Regions from separate parts of the Gossypium arboreum genome. Here region 1 is linked to region 2. A link is a contact called in public Hi-C data. All regions are on one chromosome and are shown on one strand. Each heading gives the region's core, a stretch centred on a gene start, on an enhancer-like site or on the middle of the called end of the contact. The rest is flanking DNA. Distances are from core to core; before and after follow the strand shown.

What was found. Hi-C and Micro-C count contacts between places; a contact is called where the count stands out from the background.
Region 1: a contact with region 2 is called in a Hi-C map of leaf, with 3 times the contacts expected there. The contact joins the enhancer-like site here to the promoter of LOC108480867 in region 2. A contact is called at or near these places in 2 of 5 Hi-C or Micro-C datasets (both in leaf).

The regions. Positions count from the first base shown.
Region 1 is chr3:45,250,936-45,256,017 of ASM2569848v2, forward strand. No RefSeq gene overlaps it. Among protein-coding and RNA genes, the nearest start is that of LOC108482643, 12 kb to the right of the region's middle. Within about 2 kb of position 1,271, at least 2 of the 2 cell types and tissues checked have an H3K27ac peak or open chromatin away from gene starts, as enhancers often do. A contact at or near this core is called in leaf, where this site is marked.
Region 2 is chr3:44,884,972-44,890,297 of ASM2569848v2, forward strand. LOC108480867 reads right to left here and starts at 4,001. Exons shown (of 2, transcript XM_017783993.2): 1 at 3,666-4,001; 2 at 1,379-1,862. The coding sequence starts at 3,839. The coding sequence ends at 1,467. LOC108482942 (pentatricopeptide repeat-containing protein At1g26460, mitochondrial) reads right to left here and starts at 240. Exons shown (of 7, transcript XM_053025694.1): 1 at 1-240. The coding sequence starts at 1.

The sequences.
Region 1 (5,082 bases), core at 21-2,520, 360 kb after region 2:
CAAGGCAATATTGTGTTTGGAAATTATGGAAATAGTGCCCTAACGTGCTGGGTGTCGATTTTCCGTTTGACCAAATAACTGAATATCCTTTTTTTTAGGTATGAGTTTTGTAAACCCTGAGATGATCTTAGTTTTGAGGGTTTAAAATGTCGCATCCTAACGTATTGGATGTGATATTTTGTTCTTTCGGAACAAAAGAATCTTAAAATTCAACTCGAGTTGTTCGCACATTTTTAAAGGGATCATATTTTAACATTTTTTTTCAAATTTTCAACGTTAGGACATTAATTAATCAATTGGTACTAAATTTGGGCGTTGCGAGGGTGATAATCCTTCCTTGTACGTAACCGACTCCCGAACTTGTTTTCTATAATTTCGTAGATCAAAATCAATATTTTAAATAAAACAAAGTGTTTTATAAGGTGATCCAATCACACTTAAACAAAAGGATTGGTGGCGACTCCATTTTCATTTTTAAAGTCGACTCATGTTTTTCAAAAATAAAAAATGGTTTCGACAGATCCCCTCTATATCTAATAGTTCGGTTGAGTTTTCGATTGATACGAACTCATCCGTCTTTGATTATTTTATTTTTAGGACCAACTTTACCACTTCCACTATAAGCTTTAATAGTTGCAATTGAAACATCATCTTTATTGGGATCAAAATTTTCTTTGAATGTGACAGCTTAGTGTTTCGTTGGATCTAGAATCATGCCATTTAAAGTGACCATCTTTCCACTATTTTCTTTAAGTGTGAGATTATAATAATGTGTAATGGTTGTAGTCTGATTAGAGGGACATTTTGAATTAATACGAGAACCTTTTATCAAATCTCCTTTCAATGAATTTAAGTTGTTTGTGCCAAAACCTGAAACAAAATCCTTACTCGAAATTGACGCGTGCCGAACTCCTACAACAGAAATAAAATTAGGAAAATTTGGGTTTAAAAAATCCATACATTTATGCGTTGAACCTCCATGGTCTGGTCCAAATTCTTGCATGGGTCGCTTCCCAATAACCTTGCTTGATGGCCCACCTTGTGAGCAGCCCAATCCAGTTTCCATTCCAGTAGACACCCCAACCTTAGTGACAGGCCCAATTTTATTTTCCAAGCCCGAAGCTAAACCTTTGCCTTGAAAATTCTCAACAGACCCTGCTTCAGTCTCTTCAATATCTTCTTCCCAGTTTAAAGCCGCAAATCTTGAACCCAACCTTGTATTGCCTAAAATCCCGTCCTAGTTAACCCGAAAATCTCTTTGATTACATCAAGATTTTCATTCTACCAACATCTAAGGCCCAAAATCCGCTCTTGACTCTCTTCCGATCTGGGTTTCAGTCTTACTTGAAACGGTCGCCGTTTGCTCATCTTCTTTTCCCCGGTTAAGATTCACCACCACCGATGGACACATTTCTTTAATGTGTCCATTCTTACTGCATGAAAAGAAGATAGTGGGTAATGATTCAAACTCTACTTTTTGGATTTCTCCTTTCACTAAAACTCGTGAGACAAGTGGCCTTTCAAGGTTGATGTATATAGCCATCCTAACAAAACGTTCTTTGACCTTCTTGTCAGTTTGGAAATCTAGTTTTGCTACTTTATTGATCATGCCACCGGCTGCCTCCAGAATTGCTCTTTTGTACATGTATCCTGGAAGCCCTGATAGTCTAATCCAAGCCATTACCACCAAAGGATATGGCTGCATCGGGCTAAAGTCCTTGGTCCAAGTTTGGACGGTCAGATACTGACCGTAAATAATCCATGGTCCCTGAGATAGAACTATGTCATAATCAATGGTAATCTGAAACTTAGCCAAAAAGTATACATTCTCTATATCCATAAGACTAAAGGGTTTTGATGGTCTCCAAAGACTACTAATTCTATTATGAAAGGCTACATAACTAATGCTTCGACCTAGCAATTTTAACACTACCGTCTTCTCCATTTCTTTAAAGAGGATCTTCTTAATATGATATGAGAAATTGATTGTTAAGCTCCTGTTAACAATGGATTTAACCATGTCACCTTCGAGTAACACAAACTCTTCATTTGTTCCAACCTTAATGACTCTTCCCTCATACTCGAACCACCTGATCCTTCCCCTAGAAGCTTATCCTTCCAAGTTAAAGTCGACGTTGGCTCGAGATCCACAATCATATCAACAACCTATTCACCGTTCTCTTCCTTAAACCTAACTTTCTTAGTGATACGATCCTCAGATGATCTGGGTTCATCACCACCATCGCAACTTACAGACATTTCAAAGCATTTTTTTCTTTTAAAAAACTAATGGTGTAATGTCTTTTAAAAATATTTGTACTATTTTCATCATATAATATAATTTTATTTTATGTAATCATTGTTTAAAATAATAATTAATAAGTACTATTAAAATATATCAAGTATTTTAATAATTCAAATATTGTACTAATAAAAATTCTTATTATCAAGGCATTTGTACAAACAATAAAAATCGATATCTTATAATATAAACTCTTCACTATTTAAAATTTTTATTTTTAATAGTCAATAAATTAACTATAATAATTTTTAAATAGTGTATAATTAATATGTATCAAAAGAATATCAAGTAAAAATAATATATATATATATATATTTAAAATTATTACATTAACTTTTGACTATTTTACTAAAAAAGGCTCATTTCCTACATTATTTACGGAAATGGGCCACTTTAAACTTTATTTACCGGAATGGGCCAAAAAACCAAAAACGTGTCCACGTAGGCACGTTTTAAGGGGAAATTTCAAAAAAGCGCATCTCTGAGGGAGCGTTTTTGCCATGTCAGCATAAAATGCGCTAACGTGGACGCAATTACTGACATGGCAAAAACGCTCCCCGAGGGACTCACTTTAGCCTATGTTTTTTCTAGGGTGGGTTATTTACATGTTTAGGGCTTAAGGCTTAGATATTTAGGGTTTAGGGTTATGGTTTTTGTTAAAATAAATTAGTGTTTATGGATTTTAAAAAATAAATTTAATAACGGTTTATTATTTTTAAAAAATAAATTAAGGTTTAAAGATTTTTAAAAGTGAACTTTTGTTTAGGGGTTTTAAAGTTTTTGTAATAGTTTTAAGGATAAGTTCTGAAAAAATTATTTTGAGGAGATGGATTTTGTTTTTTTTTTTGTTTAGTCAGAAAAAGTACTGAAAAAACTCCTAGTTGGACTTTTTTTCTACAGTAGTTTCTAAAAAAATAATTTTGAGAAGATGATTATGAAAAAATAGGGTAAAAAATGTTTCAAGCAGGATGCACTGTCAGCAAAAGTATTGAAAAAAACTCCCACCTAGACGCTCTTTTTCTATAGTAGTTTCTAAAAAAATAATTTTGAAAAGATAGTTCTAAAAATATTGGGTAAAAAATGCTTCAAAAAGTATGCACTTTCAACAAAAGTACTGAAAAAAGCTCCCATCTGAACGTTCTTTTTCTACAGTAGTTTTTGAAAAAATAATTTTGAGAAGATGGTTATGAAAAAAAATAATGTAAAAAATGCTTCAAGCAAGATGCACTGTCAGCAAAAATACTAAAAAATGCTCCCATCTAAATGTTCTTTTTTATTTTTTTTACAGTAGTTTCTACAATAATAGGGTAAAAAAACTTCAAGTGGGATGCACTGTCAGTAAAAGTACTAAAAAAAGCCCTCATCTAAACGCTATTTTTCTACAATAGTTTCTGAAAAAATAATTTTGAAAAAGATGGTTCTGAAAAAATAGTGTCAAAAATGCTTTAAGCAGGATACACTGTCAGCAAAAGTACTGAAAGATGCTCCCAACTGGATACTCTTTTTCTACAGTAGTTTCTGAAAAAATAGGGTCAAAAACACTTCAAACAGGATGTATTGTTAGCAAAATTACTAAAAAAAGCTTCTATCTGGACACTATTTTTCTACAACAATTTCTGAAAAAATAATTTTGAGAAGATGGTTTTGAAAAAATAGGGTCAAAAACGCTTCAAGCAAGATGCACTGTCAGCAAAAGTACTGAAAAATGCTCCCACCTGGACGCTCTTTTTCTACAGTACATCCTACTTGACCTTAGGCTACAAATGAGCCAAATTTCATTCTCATGTTGCAAAAGTTACATCAAGAGAAATTAGAGAAGTTCAGAAAAATATAAATTGAAAAAATTGAGAAGGTATAAATTGGTTTATCATATTAATATTTATACGAATCATTATATTTTTGCATAATATTTTTTGTTTTGAATTTCTTTCGATAGATCATTTGGTTGAAAATGAATGAATGTGTTAATGTTGTTATTTACTATGACGGTGAAATCCATGACACTGAGAACGACATTTTTTTTTTATTGGAGAACACAATGCGAATAGTTTTTAACCAAAAAATAGATTTGACAAAACTTCGTAAAAGAATTAGGCGTAAAATCTTTAGAATGACGCCAATGAGAGTTTGTCTATTAAGTATCAATTTTGTGCTTCAATTGATCCCGTGACATATGACTCATTTGATATCAAAAGTAGTTGTAGCTTGGAGGCGATGGTGTAGACTCATCTCGCTAATGGATCACCCTATCTTGAGTTATATGTACAATTTTCATTGCCAAATAAAGCACTTGCGACTTCAACATCTACTGCTATTTGAAAAGAATACACGACCCTCACCCGACACTCCGTTAGTAGGAAGTAGAACACGGAAGCGTCTGTGTTTGGTGGCAATATAGAATACACGAGCCCTGCATGACAGTCCGTTAGTGGATGAGACATGTACCTTGGTGGGTCGATGTACGATGCTAGAAATACGTACTGGGGAATGACATTAACTTCTAGTGGTTGACAATCCACATCTGACTTGGGACATTATAAAATGTCCACGAGAAGGGATGATGTATTCCCTACAACATACACCAGTGAGAGGACCTCGTACATTGCAGACGATGAGTCCGATGTGGATCTACCTCGAAAGCCCAGCCTCGGTGGTGCAGAAGTTGTATTATTTTTTAAACCAAAACCTATTCTAACCGAACCTAAAGACGGTGAAAGAGGTTCAGATGAAGAAGAAGAAGATTCGCGATTCACGAATTCACGACGTACTCGCCTCTAGCC
Region 2 (5,326 bases), core at 2,751-5,250:
TTTTTTGTTCACTGTCAATAGTGAAGCAAAAGAGCTAACTTCTCAGGTTAGGGTTTTTGAGACGACGAAAAGGGGTTATCGCCTTTGAAGGAGACAATAGTAAATTCAATATTGGGTTAATTTCATTATACATACACAAAGTATTTCCGATTCTAAATTCATCCCTAAATTAAAAAATGTTCGCAAAGAATCAAATTTTTATTGAGGGGTGAGATCGGTTTATAAGAAATCGGGGTATTTGGTTTTTTTATTTTTCGAATCGGTGGTCGGTACGGATTTGGGTTTCATATGGGCTTTGAGCTTTTGAATTTTATTAATAATTAGATTAAATTATTTTTGTTTTATGTTTTTAAGACATTATTTGGCAATTTTATTTTTTTAATGATACATAAAATCTCAATTAATATATTTATTTAAAAATAATTTATAAAATTTATAATTAAAAATTCAATTAAACTTTGATTTAATCACACTCAACCTTCATTGAACATGGTTAAATATTAAATTATTTGTATTTTATAACTCTTAATGTGTAATGATAGTAAAAAACACCCAACTTGAAAATGTTAATAATGGTAATCCAAATTTTAAAAGTTTTAACAACAATAATAAATAAACAATGCATTCGTAAGAGGATGAATTTGAAATTAGATTTAGGGTTTATTTTTTATTTTTATTCAATTATAGAATATGTAAAAGCATAATAAAACTGTATTTAGCTTTTAGAAGCAATGAGTTTTGTTTTGGATTTTAAATATATTTAAATTTGGGTTTCTTTTTAAAAATTTTAAACTTTTTTTTTTTAACTTTTCGATATCTAATGAAATAAACTGAAATCTAACTGAATTGATGTGGTTCAACGAAATCATCTAATTAGAACTGAACTAAACTATAAAAAAACACGAACAGAATTGTCTATTCGACTCAGTTTCTTGGTTTGATAGGTTTTTTTTAACCCTAATTGTATTAATTAGATTACTCCCTCAGCTTAAATTGTTAACACGATAGTGTATGTTGTATTAACAAGTTGAGTATGACATATTAAAAAATAATGTAATAAAATTTAAGATTTTCTTTTAACAGGTCCATTTACCATTCAAAACAGTGGCAGGGCAATTAGCGAGTAGATTAAAAAAGTGACTTACTTAAACTACTTTCTCTTTTTGGGTGGTGATCGAGTTTGAGAAGAAGAAATAAGAATGGATAATTGATTCCTACTCTCCGGATGTGCTTCATTTTTTGTTATTGTTTACAGCTTATGTCTTATTCATGTTAGCTCACAGTATTATATGGTTTTGGCTTGATGCCAGCAAAGCATCTGCAGGTGTTTTACAAATACAACATTCATCATTTCATACTACATAGCACTAAAAAATGATTCTATTCTAATATCAAGAGGCTCAAATATTGATTGCATTCCCACAGTTCAGTAATAAATTAATTTACTACACCAATGTGTGATTGGCTCATACAAATATGATCCCATTCTCCTTAATGGTGTCAAGAACTATGCCTAGCTTACCTTCAATCCTCTCACCCTTTCTAGGCTCGTAAGACATTGCATACACATCGGCTTCCTTTGATCGTTCAGCAATAAGTTTCCCGATTGTTCTGCATGCATTGTGGTCTGTGAGTGATGCCAAATTGTTTCTAAGATCCTTGGCATTCGTGGTTGCGACTGATATCACTTTGCTTGTACCTCGATGCATCACTTTTGCATGAATAAATTTCTTCGAAAAGAAAACATTTAGTAGAAATGGCCTCATATACATATCGGTCCTTTGTTTCCATGATTTCCTATTGGGTTGCTTTGCAGCTTCACCACGTGATCTCCTGGTCCAGGCAGCTTGAACAAAAGGACCCTAAACATAAATGCCAAACAAAATTAACTTGGATTCTCTTTTTGCTTCCTTCAACGGATTTAGTCAGTGCTCAGTGTGTAAATTGTCCGCTAAATATGCACAACAGGAAATCATAACTTACTATCATATAACAAATCAAAACAAACACCTTTCCAACTATTCGACATAAAAGCCAAAATCCGAACAATTTCAGATCCTAAAGTGTTAAACTGTACGAAGTTACATTTGGATTAAAAAGAGTGACTAAAATTATCAGCCAGATGTATTATGCTTTACTAAAAAGGACAAATTGTGCATACGAGTTCACAAGTTCACATATTTTGAGGTGAAAGTACCATAAAGGCCCCTGCATTAAGAGTCAGATTGCATTTAGCCCCCTTTAATTAGTCTCTATATGTTAGATCAAAGAGCAAATTGGTCCTTTATGTTAAAATTCATCAATTTTTACTCTTCAAAACTAGTGTGGCTAACCAAATAACTAGACAGTTGGCGTGCCCACGTATACCTTATGCTGACGTATAAGGATCAGTTTTTAACAGTAAAAACTGATGAAATTGTTAATAGAAAGACTAGTTTGCTCACTGATCTAATCTATATGACTAATTTGCCCATTTTTTTAAGTAGAAGGGCAATATACAATTTCCCTCCTAGTATAAGGGCCTCCATGGTACTTCTACCCATATTTTATCATTGATCATACTATAATAAAACCCAACCCCATGGAACATAAGAACAATGATGAGAGGAGATTTTTATTCTCTAAATTTAAACAAAATCTAAGCTCAAAAACATTTTATTTTGGAGCTTGCTAGTAAAATTCAGCAATGATGTTATCTGCCCCTGTGAACAAGCCGGTAAGTAACGAATCAAACCTCAAGACAAGATGTTATATCTTCTCAACCATCAAAACAGGAGCACCATGATATTCTTTAACACCAGAGAATGGAAGTAAGATTTTATAATCTTTTCATCGGAAACAGGGTGTACTTCACATCATTTTCCTCGAGATAAATCTCCACAGCGCAAAAAGGCTGTTTAAAATCTTCTAGGTCTAGGCATATTCGATACAAACAATAATGATCCGATTTCTAAATTATGAAACTTTATTTGGCATAGTATATATCTCTACTTTCATACAGAAAAGAGATTATCCCTTCCAAACCAGTAAACTCTTATCAACTTCATAAGACATCTTTGAGTTCAATTAGAAGAGTATATCAACAAAAGGGCTCCGCCACAAAGGACAAGCTTATAAAATATTGTCTTACAAACATCACCTCGTGGAACAAACCAGCAGGCAAACTGGAATTACTAAACCAAAAAAGGCAAGTTTTGAGAAAACATTTTGTTATAGAATTTTCGAGAAATCGAATTTCATATTTACCAGGTCAGCACATTTTTCAGACTCTCGAACACCTAATATCACCATATTCAACTGCTAAACGCTCTGATTTACTCAGTTGCAGAATAGAGAGTTTTGACTCCAATTATAACCTAAAATGCTTCCCCTAACACTGATCCCTCTATGGAAAGAACATATATAATCTATGAAAATAAGTTAATGAAAAAACAAATATTGGTCATTAATCAAGCATGCTTATTCAGCTACAACATGAAAGGCAACCCAAAACCCAGCTTACAATTGCCATCAAGTAAACAATTACTAACCCATTTTTTTTCACATGCCTAGGACACTTATAACAGCATAATCAAACATAAAAGACCCGTTACTTCATCAAATTTCCTTTCCCAGGAACCAAAACACAATAATGTTTAAACAAAAAAAAAAAGAAAAAGGAATACCTTGTTAAGAGAGGGAGCAGGAGGGAGCGTGAATGAGTTAATGGATATGTTGATACTGGGAAACGAAGAGGTCCATGACAGTGAGGTGAGTTTGTTGGAGCGTTCAGAGTGAGTCGGGAATGAGTTGAGGGACCGCGTTGGTAAAGCTGAAGAAGATACGATTATCGATACCATTTTTTTACTCCGCCAGTTGTGTCCGGGTTTTACTTCTAAGGCTAATTCAGGGCTTAAAAACGAAGGCTTCTTCTACATTGGGCCACCCCGGATCAGACCGTGGACACAACAATTGAGTTTACTCCTGTAGAAACCCCGGCTTAAGATTTCTTTGATATTTTTGTCCTGGGATTTTTACTACACATTTCCCTTCTTCTTTTTCAAATTGAAAAACAGATTTACTTTTTTGTCCAGAGATATCCCAAAGAAAGTAAACTTGGGGGCAATTTACAAAAAAAAGTTTTTTTTTTAATATTTATGGAAATGGGTCAACTTTTTAATTATTTACTGGAAATGGCCGAATTCCCCCAAAGCGCGTTCACGTTAGTGCGATGTCAGGTGACATGTCAACAAAACGCGTCCCTTAGGGAGCGTCCCTCAAGGGTGCGTTTTGTGCTGACGTGGCAAAATGCTCTCTAAGGATGCATTTTGTCCTTTTTTTAGGGTTAGGATTTTTTTTTGCATTTAGGGTTAGGATTAAGGTTTTAAGGTTTAGAATTTTTAATAAAAAATAAATTAGATTAGGGTTTAGGGTTAATTAATTAAATTATGGATTAATTTTTTAAATGATTTTGTGTTTAGGGTTATGGAAAAAATATATTAGGAATAAAAAAATTTTTACAGTAGTTTCTGAAAAAATAAATTAGAGAAGACGTATCTAAAAAATAAATTAGAGAAGACGTATCTGAAAAAATGATTTTGAGAAGATATTTCTGAACAAATAGTGTCAAAAATGCTTCAAGCTGGATGCACTATCAGCAAAAGTACTGAAAAAAGCTCCCACTTGGATGTTTTTTTTCTATAATAGTTTTTGAAAAAATAATCTTAAGAAGATGTTTCTGAATAAATAGTGTCAAAAACGCTTCAAGTAAGATGCACTGTCAGCAAAAGTATTGAAAAAAGCTCCCACGGGGATGCTCTTTTTCTACAGTAGTTTCTGAAAAAATAATTTTGAGAAGATATTTCTAAACAAATAGTGTCAAAAATGCTTTAAGCAGATGAACTGTCAGCAAAAGTACTGAAAAAAGCTCTCATGTGGACGCTCTTTTTCTACAGTAGTTTCTAAAAAAATAATTTTGAGAATATGTTTCTGAACAAATAGTGTCAAAAATGCTTCAAGTAGGATGCACTGTCAGCAAAAGTACTGAAAAAGCTCTCACGTGGATGCTCTTTTTCTACAGTAGTTCCTATTTGGCCTGAGGCTATAAATGAGCCAAATTTTATTCTCAGGTTGCATAAGTTACAGCAAGAAAAATTAGAGACGCTAAGCAGAATAGAAATTGAAGATGAGTGAACGTATTAGTGCTGTTATTTACTATGATGGTAAGGTCCGTCACACCAAGAACGGCATTATTTTTTTATCGAAAAATACAGTGCGACTGGTTTTTAATCAGAACATAGATTTGACAGAACTTCGTAAAAGAATTAGGCGTCAAATCTTTGGAATA